Regions from separate parts of the Mus musculus genome. Here region 1 is linked to region 2. A link is a contact called in public HiChIP or PLAC-seq data. All regions are on one chromosome and are shown on one strand. Each heading gives the region's core, a stretch centred on a gene start, on an enhancer-like site or on the middle of the called end of the contact. The rest is flanking DNA. Distances are from core to core; before and after follow the strand shown. Region 1 holds the start of Spcs3 (signal peptidase complex subunit 3 homolog (S. cerevisiae)). Region 2 overlaps Neil3 (nei like 3 (E. coli)).

Region 1 (5,030 bases), core at 2,530-5,029, 920 kb after region 2:
AGCTTGAGTTTTTTGTTTTTTGTTTTTAAACTAAGCTATGAAGGTCAGATGTTCTGAATACATAAAAATGTATCTTCTTGGGTCAGTGACAACCTCAGCGGGTGGGGTACAATCCGTGGAACCCTTGAGGAGAGGACTAATTGTCCAACAAGTAATTTCTTGAAATTACATTCTTTCCTAAGAAATAATGTTTAAAAGGAAACTATTGTAATATATTTAGATAAGTACTTACATTATTTTTTGTTGAATACTCTGCAGATAAATAAAGAAATAACTGCTTAACATTCCAATCAAATATATTCTCTAGATGTAAGCCAACAGTTAAGGACTCTAAAGACTGGACAGCAGCACACAACTTTCTAACAAACCTTATTCTTAAAACATCTATCGCTCCATGAACACTGAAACAAAACAGAACAGGCAGACCACGAATGTACCAACATTAATTAAAAACAGAAATACTGGATACATATATTGTAAAATCTAGCCCATTCCAAAGGGGTGTGTGTGTGTGTGTGTGTAGGTTACCATCCCGGTCTTCCTGTAAGCATAACTAGCTGACTTACTTATTGAAAAAAGTAAACATAAGCAACTGAAACTTTAATTCTGTCCAATGAGTTCAAAAGAATGAGGACTTAGTCTTTCGGAGAAAAACAGTTTCGGAAGAGCTCCAAAGCAGAACCAACCCTCACTATTCAAAGTAGCTAACACGCATATGCGCACTGAGCTCAAGCAGTTAACCAAGCACAGCACTCTATACAAGTTGATGTGGCTACACATCAGTCCTGATCACAGTGTCTCAGTGTGTGGGGTACTGCGGTGGCAGTAAAGAAACACCAACAGGGTCCCATTCATCTTGGAGAGGTACTACTAGAAGAGATTACAATACTAAGCCACACTGAGAAGAGCTAACATGAGAATTTCTATTAAATATTATCTATAAATTATTAATTGTATATGTATGTACATATTGATAGGCTTATCACACTCTAATTTTAAAGTATACCCACTACCAGTTATTGTTCAGAATAGAGACGTCTACAGCAGTTCTTTACAAACGAAAAGGACAATTTCAAATATGAGGAGATATTAAGAAAATCCTGAACAAACTATAAGACTGATAGTGTATAAACACAATAAGGAGTTTCCAATCTCAAATCTGGCCCCTTCCTTTGGAGTGCTGGGGTTATAGGCATGCCCCACAAGCCAGTTTTATGCAGTGCTGGGGATAGAAATCAGGACTCGTAGATGCACACTAGGCAAGAACTCTACCCAATGAGTTACACTCCCAGTGGCTTAATGTGGTTTTCTAGAATACAAAATACTACTTCCATCTCTGCCTAAGATCCTTCTCATCTAAGATTTTAAAAGGGCATGAAAATTTAAACACAAATTTTTAAGATTTTTCTGATGGCATCTGTATTTCCACAAAAGGAACATTTTAAACTAATTCCTACTTTATACCTGAATCCAATAATTTGCTTAATTAAAAACTGCAAATAGTTTAAGGAAGAACAGCTGGTAAACCAGTCAGACATATGCTTTGGTCAGCTGCTTTATACAACAGTCTCCTTAACCAATGATTAATAATAATAATGATGATGATACACTGCCAGGATTACAACCTGTGGCCCTAAAGGAGACTAAGGTTGCCGAGACGTCAATCTGGTGAAGACAGAGACACAAGATAAAGAGAAAATAACTCATCCTGGCTGATCAAAGAAGCTTCATTAGGCTCCATCTGACCAGACAGACAGGTGATAAAACGCTGACATAAGTTGTCATCAGTGGCCCTCTGAACAAACCACTGCAGATGCAACGTCCTTTGAAACATAGGAGGTGTTTGTTTGTTTTCTCTCCTAAGAGATGAGAGATTATTTGAGATTGAAAACAGGCTATTTCTGGGCAGGCTGAGCTCTGGCGAGTTTTTCCTTCTCTAACCAAAATGATTTAACTGTATCTTTTCTTTCCTACCTTCAACTTGCTGTTTAAACGAAGACTTAAGATATACGCACATGACTCCCAGGCTGGGGTGGAGTCATACTCCCTCTTCCCCTTCTCCTACACTCGCATCTCATTTCAAATGTACAGAAAAGGCAATGCCAGGCTTTCTTGAAGGATATCAGCTGTTATATCAAATGTGATGAATCCCAGGTCACTTCTTTCTCTAGGGCCCGTGAAGTCTTCTACATTTTTTCTAGAAGTAAAGATAAAAGTTTTACCATCCCTCACAGTATCACACTAAACGTACACAACTTGAAACAGGAAGGGCTCCTTGTGTGCAGAAGTCACACCCAAGTTTAACAGCGAAATCGTAAACTTAAGAGTAAGCTTTTGTCTGAAAATAAATATTATAATTCAATACAAGAGAAGGCAGTCAGTGGTTTTCATCTGCCTAACGAGGAGCCCTGAGAGAACACAAGGGAAGAGAAAAAAATAAAACTAAAAAGAAAAACGGAAACACAAATACTTTATGCGGAGCAGGCCACAAGATAATCTGGAACGCAGCACCTGATTATAAGCACATGCCATATGTCAGAGCCAACATGCACTTTCCACAATTATCTGAAATCCATACAACAATCCTTCCAGTGACTTTCTTCACTTACAACAAATGTTAACACCTGCGACTGCAAGAAACCTGTTTAAGATCACAATGTTTAATATGTTTCAAGTTTATCTAGGTCACCACAGAAGGTGATGGCAGGGCCGGTATCTAAGCTACGTCTATTTAAATCACCAATAGTACCTAACAAAAAGTGTTGGGGATAAAAATGAAAAATCAAAAGCAGCAGCAGTAGTAAGAGGAGACACTTACTGGTGATTCTGACAAACAAATTAGTAAACCAAGGCTAAAAGAACGGGCAGATTGTAGAGGACAGTTCACACAGAGCATACAGGAATTAAAACCACTGCGTGAAAGATAAAAGTGCCAGAAAAATGGAGGGAAATGCTATAAATAAAACAGGCAGTACGGGAAAAGAACAGTCATTTCGAAATTCTATTTTTAATGTCTCCTAAGACTTATTCAGGTTGCTGGCTAAAGAATGACGTTAAAAATAACAAGAAACTGGGATGTTTAAACCGCCCCTGTGCATCCTGCACATCCTAACTTCAAGGCAGCAGCTGCCAAGTAGTGTGTCCACGAGGGACAGACAGACGTCTTCAGGGACTGTCAAAGAGAACCAACTGGGGCTGGACGTGACACCAGAGCCACCCACCGAGGCGCCTGGATGGACACCCAGGCCAGGGGGGACTGGGGACTGGCTGAGGTCCCCACGCGCGCTTGCAGGCGGGGAGGCGCCGGGCGGAAGCGCGGGTGTGGGTGTGCTGTTGTGTTGCTCCCTCATTGGCCCGGGTGGGTGAGGGACGTGCAGAACAGGAAGGAAGGGGAGCGCTGACCCAGGCCACTCGGGAGACGACCGCGCAGGGCTGGGGTCTGAGGGCCCCGGGACGCGCGTCCGCGGAGTGGACGGCCCGCGGCGAAGCCCTCGGGGACCGCGCACACAGCCCCGGGCGGGGCCGGCCGGCCGGCCGCACTCACAGCATGATCCGCGAGACGTGCAGCCGCACTGGGACGCTCCTGTCTTTGAAGGCGGTGGTGATGAAGCAGCCGAAGGTGAGCGCCGCCATCACGCTCAGCGAGAAGGCGAACAGGGAGTTCGCGCGCGACAGGACGGTGTTCATCGTGGCGACCTTTCCCTCCCGGGCCCCGGCTCCCACACTCGCACTTCAGGCTCTGCTTCCCGCGGCCGACCAGTCCCCGCCCACCCGCGCATCGGGTGCGCACGTCCCGCCCCGCCCCCTTTCCGGTCCTCCGACGGGAGCGCGCACGCTCCCACACCCTCTGGGTCCCACCCACTGGGCGGCCGTGCACGCGCCGGAAGGCGGTGCTTTCAGTGAATCCGCCAATCATCAAAGAGCACGGGGGTTGGGCTTTGCCACGGGGGTGTGGGGGGAGACCCGCCTCCTCCACTGCTCAGTTGTTCCATGGCCTCTGTGGCTTGGTAGGGAAGTAGCATTTTGCGAGTTGACCTTCAGTTAAGTTTATAGGGACAGCGGCCCCTTAACTGTTCTGTGGTAGTCACTTTTCAAAACGCGTGGTCCCAGCTCACCTCTATCAAAGCTGGTAAAGTTGGACATTTTTGGAAAGGAGGAAAAATGAAATCAATCAGGCACCTAAATAGCAGTCAGGGACACCAGTGTTGGTATGCAGCCTTCGCACTAGACAATTAGTCAAATCCCTGTTGCTTTGCTTTCAACAGAGAACCGAACCTCTACTTAAGTTACGTGTTTTATACCACAATCCCAAATATTTCCACTTATCCAAAATAGGTTGTTGTACAACAGCTGCTGTAAACCATGAAACGGTGTTAATGAGAAACTGATATTGATTAAACTCCTCTCAGTCATTACCATGCAATTAATTTTCATACAGCATACAGGCAGGATCATTAAGAATTGCCTAGTGCATATTCTAGGCCTCGAATGGAGAGTGTAACAGAATAGACCCTGGCTCAAATAGAATAGAGCCAATAAATGAAATATGTAGCAGTTATAGTCAGAGTGGTCTTTAGATGTGTTTAAAACCTTGGTTATTCAATCTCTCGGGTAGCCACACTGTATTCAGTGAAGGAAGGTTTTAATAAATAGTTACTGTGCTGCAAGTGAGACACAAAAGTATATTGATCACTTTGTATAAACCCTACTGAGGTTTATAACTGAGTAAAGTTATCAAAATCAAAGCAGCAGCTTAAATTATAAAACAGGTATAAATACTGAGGGATGCTACATAGTGCTAGAGACAAAATGAGGAAGCCATGTATGTGGTGAGACAGAACAAATCAACCCACACACTACCTAGTATTATTACTATAGAGTAACTTAGAGAAAGGATGCCTCTTGTTACAGATGATGAGTGCCAGGATACATGCTATGAAATATACTGAACACTTAGAGGTATATGTAAGACACACCCAATAATCTGTTCCCAGTAGGTAAAGAAGTACCTGTGAAACAAAAGACTGAAG
Region 2 (5,361 bases), core at 2,720-5,219:
ATTTTTACAAGTTCTGGACATTTTAGGAACTATTCTAGAAATGTTGATACCCCAATTTCATGTGTTATTGTTTAAAAGTCATTATTGACACATATGAGGACTATATCACACATCCTACTCGGTGCTGTCAAACTCAGAAATGAACGTTTTACTGTGTTATTTTTTTAAGTACATGCTTAAACACACACACACACACACACACACACACACACACACACACACAACCAAGAGCATCAGCATTAGCTATAACCAGCAGGAAGTATTTTGTAAATAGTTTAAATAGTATTTTCCAAAGCAAAGGTGAAATATTGATTTTTTTCCATTAAATCAGAAAAGAGAAGGTGATGCTTGAGACAAAGCACTGGGACTAAAGCGAAGAAGATGGGACGCCCTGAGAGAGGGTCGGAGTGCATGGGGAGGAGAAAGAAGATGGGACGCCCTGAGAGAGGGTCGGAGTGCATGGGGAGGAGAAAGAAGATGGGACGCCCTGAGAGAGGGTCGGAGTGCATGGGGAGGAGAAAGAAGATGGGACGCCCTGAGAGAGGGTCGGAGTGCATGGGGAGGAGAAAGAAGATGGGACGCCCTGAGAGAGGGTCGGAGTGCATGGGGAGGAGAAGGAGGAAAGGGAAAGGAGCATGGGGTAACTATACTATAACTGCAAAAAAAAAAAAAATGCGGGGGTAAAAGAAAAGGAAATGAGAAAAGCTTTTCCTAACTCCATGTTCCCAGAAAAGAAAATGCTAGAAATTCTAGATTTTTCAATTGTATTTGCTAAGCAAAATACTGATAATCCATAATGATGAAAAAAGATATCTATGTGTTAATTCTCATAAACCCTCTTTTTATCACTATTAGACATGTAGTTATTAGGTTAAAAAACAATAAGCCTGATTGTTAGTGATGGATGTAAATCATTATTCTCCACCTAGAAGCCACTGGCCACTACTGACTGACAAGAGAGTGTGCTCTAACACTATAATGCTTTAGCGTCTCGGGTCACAAGAAGTTAAACAGCGCCATGGTGGTGCCCCAGATTCCAAAGTGTTAACATGGAGGGAGAGAGCTCTTGCAGGAAGCCTACACAGCTTATTTATCTTCAGAGCACAGGTTCTCTGACTCTCAAAGATAGCCTTGCTTTCTGTAAGACCTTGCACCTTGTACACAAACACAGTGGCCCTTACGCCCTGGTTTGTTTAGTAAAATGATGAATAGCACAAGGAAATCTGACAATAAGATACATCTCATTATGATTCTCTGATCTTTACCTTGACTTCTAACATGGTATCTCATATCTGTATGGAACTCTAAACCTAAAGAATTTGTTCATTTGACCTAACTCCTGGCCACCACCACCTGCTCTGAAAGGCATCAGGCTGCACTGGTTCAGCTGAACACAACTTAAATGACCTTCAGATTCGCCATGGGCATGGCAGCCTTTTTATTGTCATTTTCTACTATCCTGAACATAAGAGGATGTAAATCATTTCATGTGTAGGCCTCTGGATGTCTTTTGATGTTGTTGTTCCATTTCTTAATCACACCAGTAATTGATTCTCCCCGGTCTCTGCAAGAATTCACATTTAACATGCTGTAGTAGACTGAAGAGTCACCTTCCAAAGACGCTAGGTCACAATATGAGAGACCTGAAAGTGTTGCTTTATAAAGTTTTTGCAGGTGAGATTGTGTATATGGACCTGGGGAGAACTGTCCTTGTAAGGGGAAAAGAAGGCAGACTTGATATGCATAAAAAAGGAGAAGGTGCTATTAAAAGGGGCAGAAACTGCAGTGATGTTACCACATGTCAGAGAAAGCTGGCAGCCACCAGAGGTCCAAAGAAGCAAGGGATGGATCATGCCCTAGGACCTTCAGAAGGAAGACAGACATGTGAGCACGTTGTGTTGGTTTGAAGATATTACTCAAGCTTCCAGCATCCCAACTTGAGTAAAGATCTTTCTTCTGCTTTATCCTAAAGGGTGGTATAAGCCAGATTGCCATAGAACCCAGATGACAATAATACAAACAAAATCCATGGTCCCCTCGTCTGTAACTCTGCCACTTGGTTTCAGCAAAGGGTATCACCATTTTCTCAGCTTAACAGGACAAAGCTCTAGACTTGATCATAGCATGTCCTGACATCTTACATCCAGTCCATCAACAAATTCTAAGCTGCTTCTAGAGAATTTCCTGCTTCTGACTGTGAGGTGAAAAAGGCCGGATGTGGAAGCAATCAGACCAACTGCCTGCTGGGGCCACAACAGCAGTGCTGGTAATCTGGTTTACCCGCACAGCTTCCAGTTCAGTTCCTGAGGCTCCAGTTTCTCTAGCTTTTCTATAAAGTCTACAAACTACCTCAATACGTATTTGACTATATGATCCCTTTAGTCTGTGTTTCATAGATGACAACTGAGATCAATGGCTCTTCCCCAAAGAAGCTTATTTTATCAATACTACGTTTTCTCTAAGACTTAGTACTTACTAAGTGTTTCTTTAAGTCTTCCAAATACCTTCAAGTCCAGCACTTCAAATATCCGTGCACGTGAAGCCCACAGTAAGAACTGCCTTCTAAACAGCACTAAGTTCTCATTAGCCTGCAATCATCCACACTAAGCTTAGAAAGATGATCTTGTCCATCCTAGACAGCTCTTCTTCCGTCTCCATAGCTCCCTTATCATTGAATCCTGCCCTTTACCACACCTCTACCACTCTGCTTAACCATGTATGTTCCTACTTCCCAGCTGGGCAAATAATAATACATCATAAAAATTATCTTTAAAGACTGTGTAAGACTATAAAAGAGGCAGCGTCACCAAACACAGCAGTAGTATTCTCATATGTAGCTTATGCTTGCTATGTATTAAGAGCTAACAATCAATTATATAGGCACTTAGAAAGGGGATGTGATCACCAAATATTTAAACATTTTGGAAGGATTCATGACAGTTAAGGGAGTTGGGAGATTTTTGTGTGTAGATTTAGATCAGTGTTTTGGGGGCTTCTGAGGCTTTTAAGCTTTCTCTCTCTCTCTCTCTCTCTCTCTCTCTCTCTCTCTCTCTCTCTCTCTCTCTCTCTCTCTCATTGAAAACTAGACTGAAGCCTTGCTAGGTAAGTATGCTACCATGAAGATCTAACCCTAACCCTTGAAATAACTGTAAATTAAAACAAAACAACAAAAAAAATAGTTAATATAAAAAGTGCTCAGATATTGAACAGAAATAGAGAATATATTTATTCACAGACATGTCTAAAATAGGGGAAGTAGTGTTAGTTTTAAAATTTTAGAAATTATATCTGCCTTGTTTTTCAATGTTTGAACGGTTCTGCAACACCTTAAACTGAAAGCCAGCATATAAAACAGAATCGGGGTGGGTTAGAGGAGAGGGATTACAAGCTCCCCAACACTTCTAGTGCATCCCAGCTCACAGTTAAATCGAAATCTCTTTCAGAACTCTGTGAGTCTTTAAAACCTCATTTCTAAAACCCCTTGGAATTCTGTTTCTATGATTAAATGCCATTTACTTGACTACTTGGAAGAAAATGGAAAACTTTAATCTCCAATGCTGCAAAAATAATACAGATGCTGGAAAACACAGAGCATTAATCACGTATTTAATAGGCAAATAGACGGAAGATCTTCAGTGTGCTTGGTACTGTGTTACGTGCACAGAGTCAAATAAAGTAGTTAGAAAAGTAGTCTTGTTATGAAAAATAAAACCAGAAACCCATAAAACAAAAAATAGTTAATTGTCTACTATTTCCTATTATGTGATACTAACAGCTGATGGGAGGAGGATATAAAACTATTTAAAGTTGTGAGCCAGAGTGAGAGTTTCACAGAAACAGAACACTGGGAGAAAAGTGAGTGGATGCGGACACATTTATGAAAATGCAAGTCATGCCTCTGTTTCTCCACAGATACAATGGCCTACCCTCCTCCTCTGGTCTTGCGCAGCTCAGCAAGGCCTACTTCCTTCCTCTTCTCAACCACACCATTTTGTTTCCTCCTACTCAAAAGCAATCGGTCACCTCTGGTCTGCTTCACCTATTCTCAGCGAGCTGAGCATTTTAGGCTTCACCTACAACTACCTTGCTGGTAACTCTCGGCCATTACCCACCTTGGTCCTTCCTGAACAGTCTCCTACCACATCACGCAAAAATCTTCCCCCTTCTATCTCAGCTTTCCCAAAGTCGGTATTTCTAATATTTGGGTTTTGGGGTTTTGCAGCATCCTACAAATTAGATCTGTGACAATTCCTATCAACTTTAAAAGCTAATGATTCTGCTTCTCGTTCTAATGCCTGACTCTTGAGCTGATAACTATATTCACTCATTCATCTGCACTGGTTCTTATGGGTGATTTCAGTTTCAGGGTTCTGTGCTATGTGCAACCGCTAGCCGGTAGTCAGTCCTTCAGATACATGCTCTGCCTATTAGCTGCTAAGAAAGAGAGTCTCAGTCAGACATCTTACCATACTTGAACACATTGAGGGTTTTCTTTCTGACAGTGAGGACAGAAATATGTCATCCTGCTGTTCTCCCCAAAGCGACACACAGTAATTTTGCTGTGGCACTGATCACAGTTAGGACGCTTGTAAACCTTACAGTGTTTAGAAATGGCAGATCCTGCTTTACAGCACTGAAAAAATAAATAAATAAACAAATAAATAGAATTATGATGTTATGCTCAAAACTGTTGTTATAAGAGACAAAGGCATATGAGGATATCAAGTCATCTCCAAAAATGTCAAGAATTTGCACATTGTTCCATATAACTTTCCATATAATATAGTAAAAAGTATTGACAAAATCCAGTAATGTCTATCAAATAAGGTTTGTATGAAATAATAGAGTCATTATGTTTTAACTTATTAGTATTCCAAACTGTTCCCTGCTGTATCCTCTTATCTAAATGATATATAAAAGTTCTATATTTTAAAATGTCTTTTATGCTTTTAAGGCTTCCTTAATTAAACATAATTACATGGTTGCAAGAAAAGGGCTAGATTAGCTTCAAATCTGATTGCTTTTAGAACGAGGAAGCTGCTCTCTCAGATTCAACGGCCAAAAAACTTATTTTTAGGGGATAAAATTTAACGAGAGCATTTTCTTTGTTGGCCTGATAAAGGGCCTTTTTTTTTTTTTTTTTCTTAACTCTAGAGATTTGCTAGAAAGAAAATAAAAACTCAAATACATCCTAACAAAGAAATGTTCTGTTTGGTATCAGCTTCATTTTAAGAGACACTTTCATTTTTCTGCTATAGTTTTATTCTATACACACACTTTTTAAAGCACCGACAAAGACAGTATTTTTGGTTTCCACCAACAGTGTGAAAATTTAAAAGCTCAGAAATAGGACTATATGTG

Evidence for each region. HiChIP or PLAC-seq counts read pairs in DNA pulled down with a chosen protein or histone mark.
Region 1: an H3K4me3 HiChIP or PLAC-seq map of bone marrow-derived macrophages shows a contact between it and region 2, with 4 times the contacts expected there. The contact joins the promoter of Spcs3 here to the enhancer-like site in region 2. A contact is called at or near these places in 2 of 39 promoter capture datasets (the 3T3-L1 cell line and liver), 2 of 115 datasets of contacts at active chromatin or transcription factors (astrocytes and bone marrow-derived macrophages) and 1 of 9 other capture datasets (adipose tissue).

Annotation. Positions count from the first base shown.
Region 1 is chr8:54,526,219-54,531,248 of GRCm38.p6, forward strand. Spcs3 (signal peptidase complex subunit 3 homolog (S. cerevisiae)) reads right to left here and starts at 3,780. Exons shown (of 5, transcript NM_029701.1): 1 at 3,545-3,780; 2 at 2,124-2,197; 3 at 233-309. The coding sequence starts at 3,687.
Region 2 is chr8:53,601,167-53,606,527 of GRCm38.p6, forward strand. It overlaps Neil3 (nei like 3 (E. coli)), which reads right to left. Exons shown (of 10, transcript NM_146208.2): 6 at 4,467-4,633. Among named protein-coding and RNA genes, the nearest start is that of Gm39181, 19 kb to the left of the region's middle. Within about 2 kb of position 3,970, at least 31 of the 459 cell types and tissues checked have an H3K27ac peak or open chromatin away from gene starts, as enhancers often do. A contact at or near this core is called in bone marrow-derived macrophages, where this site is marked.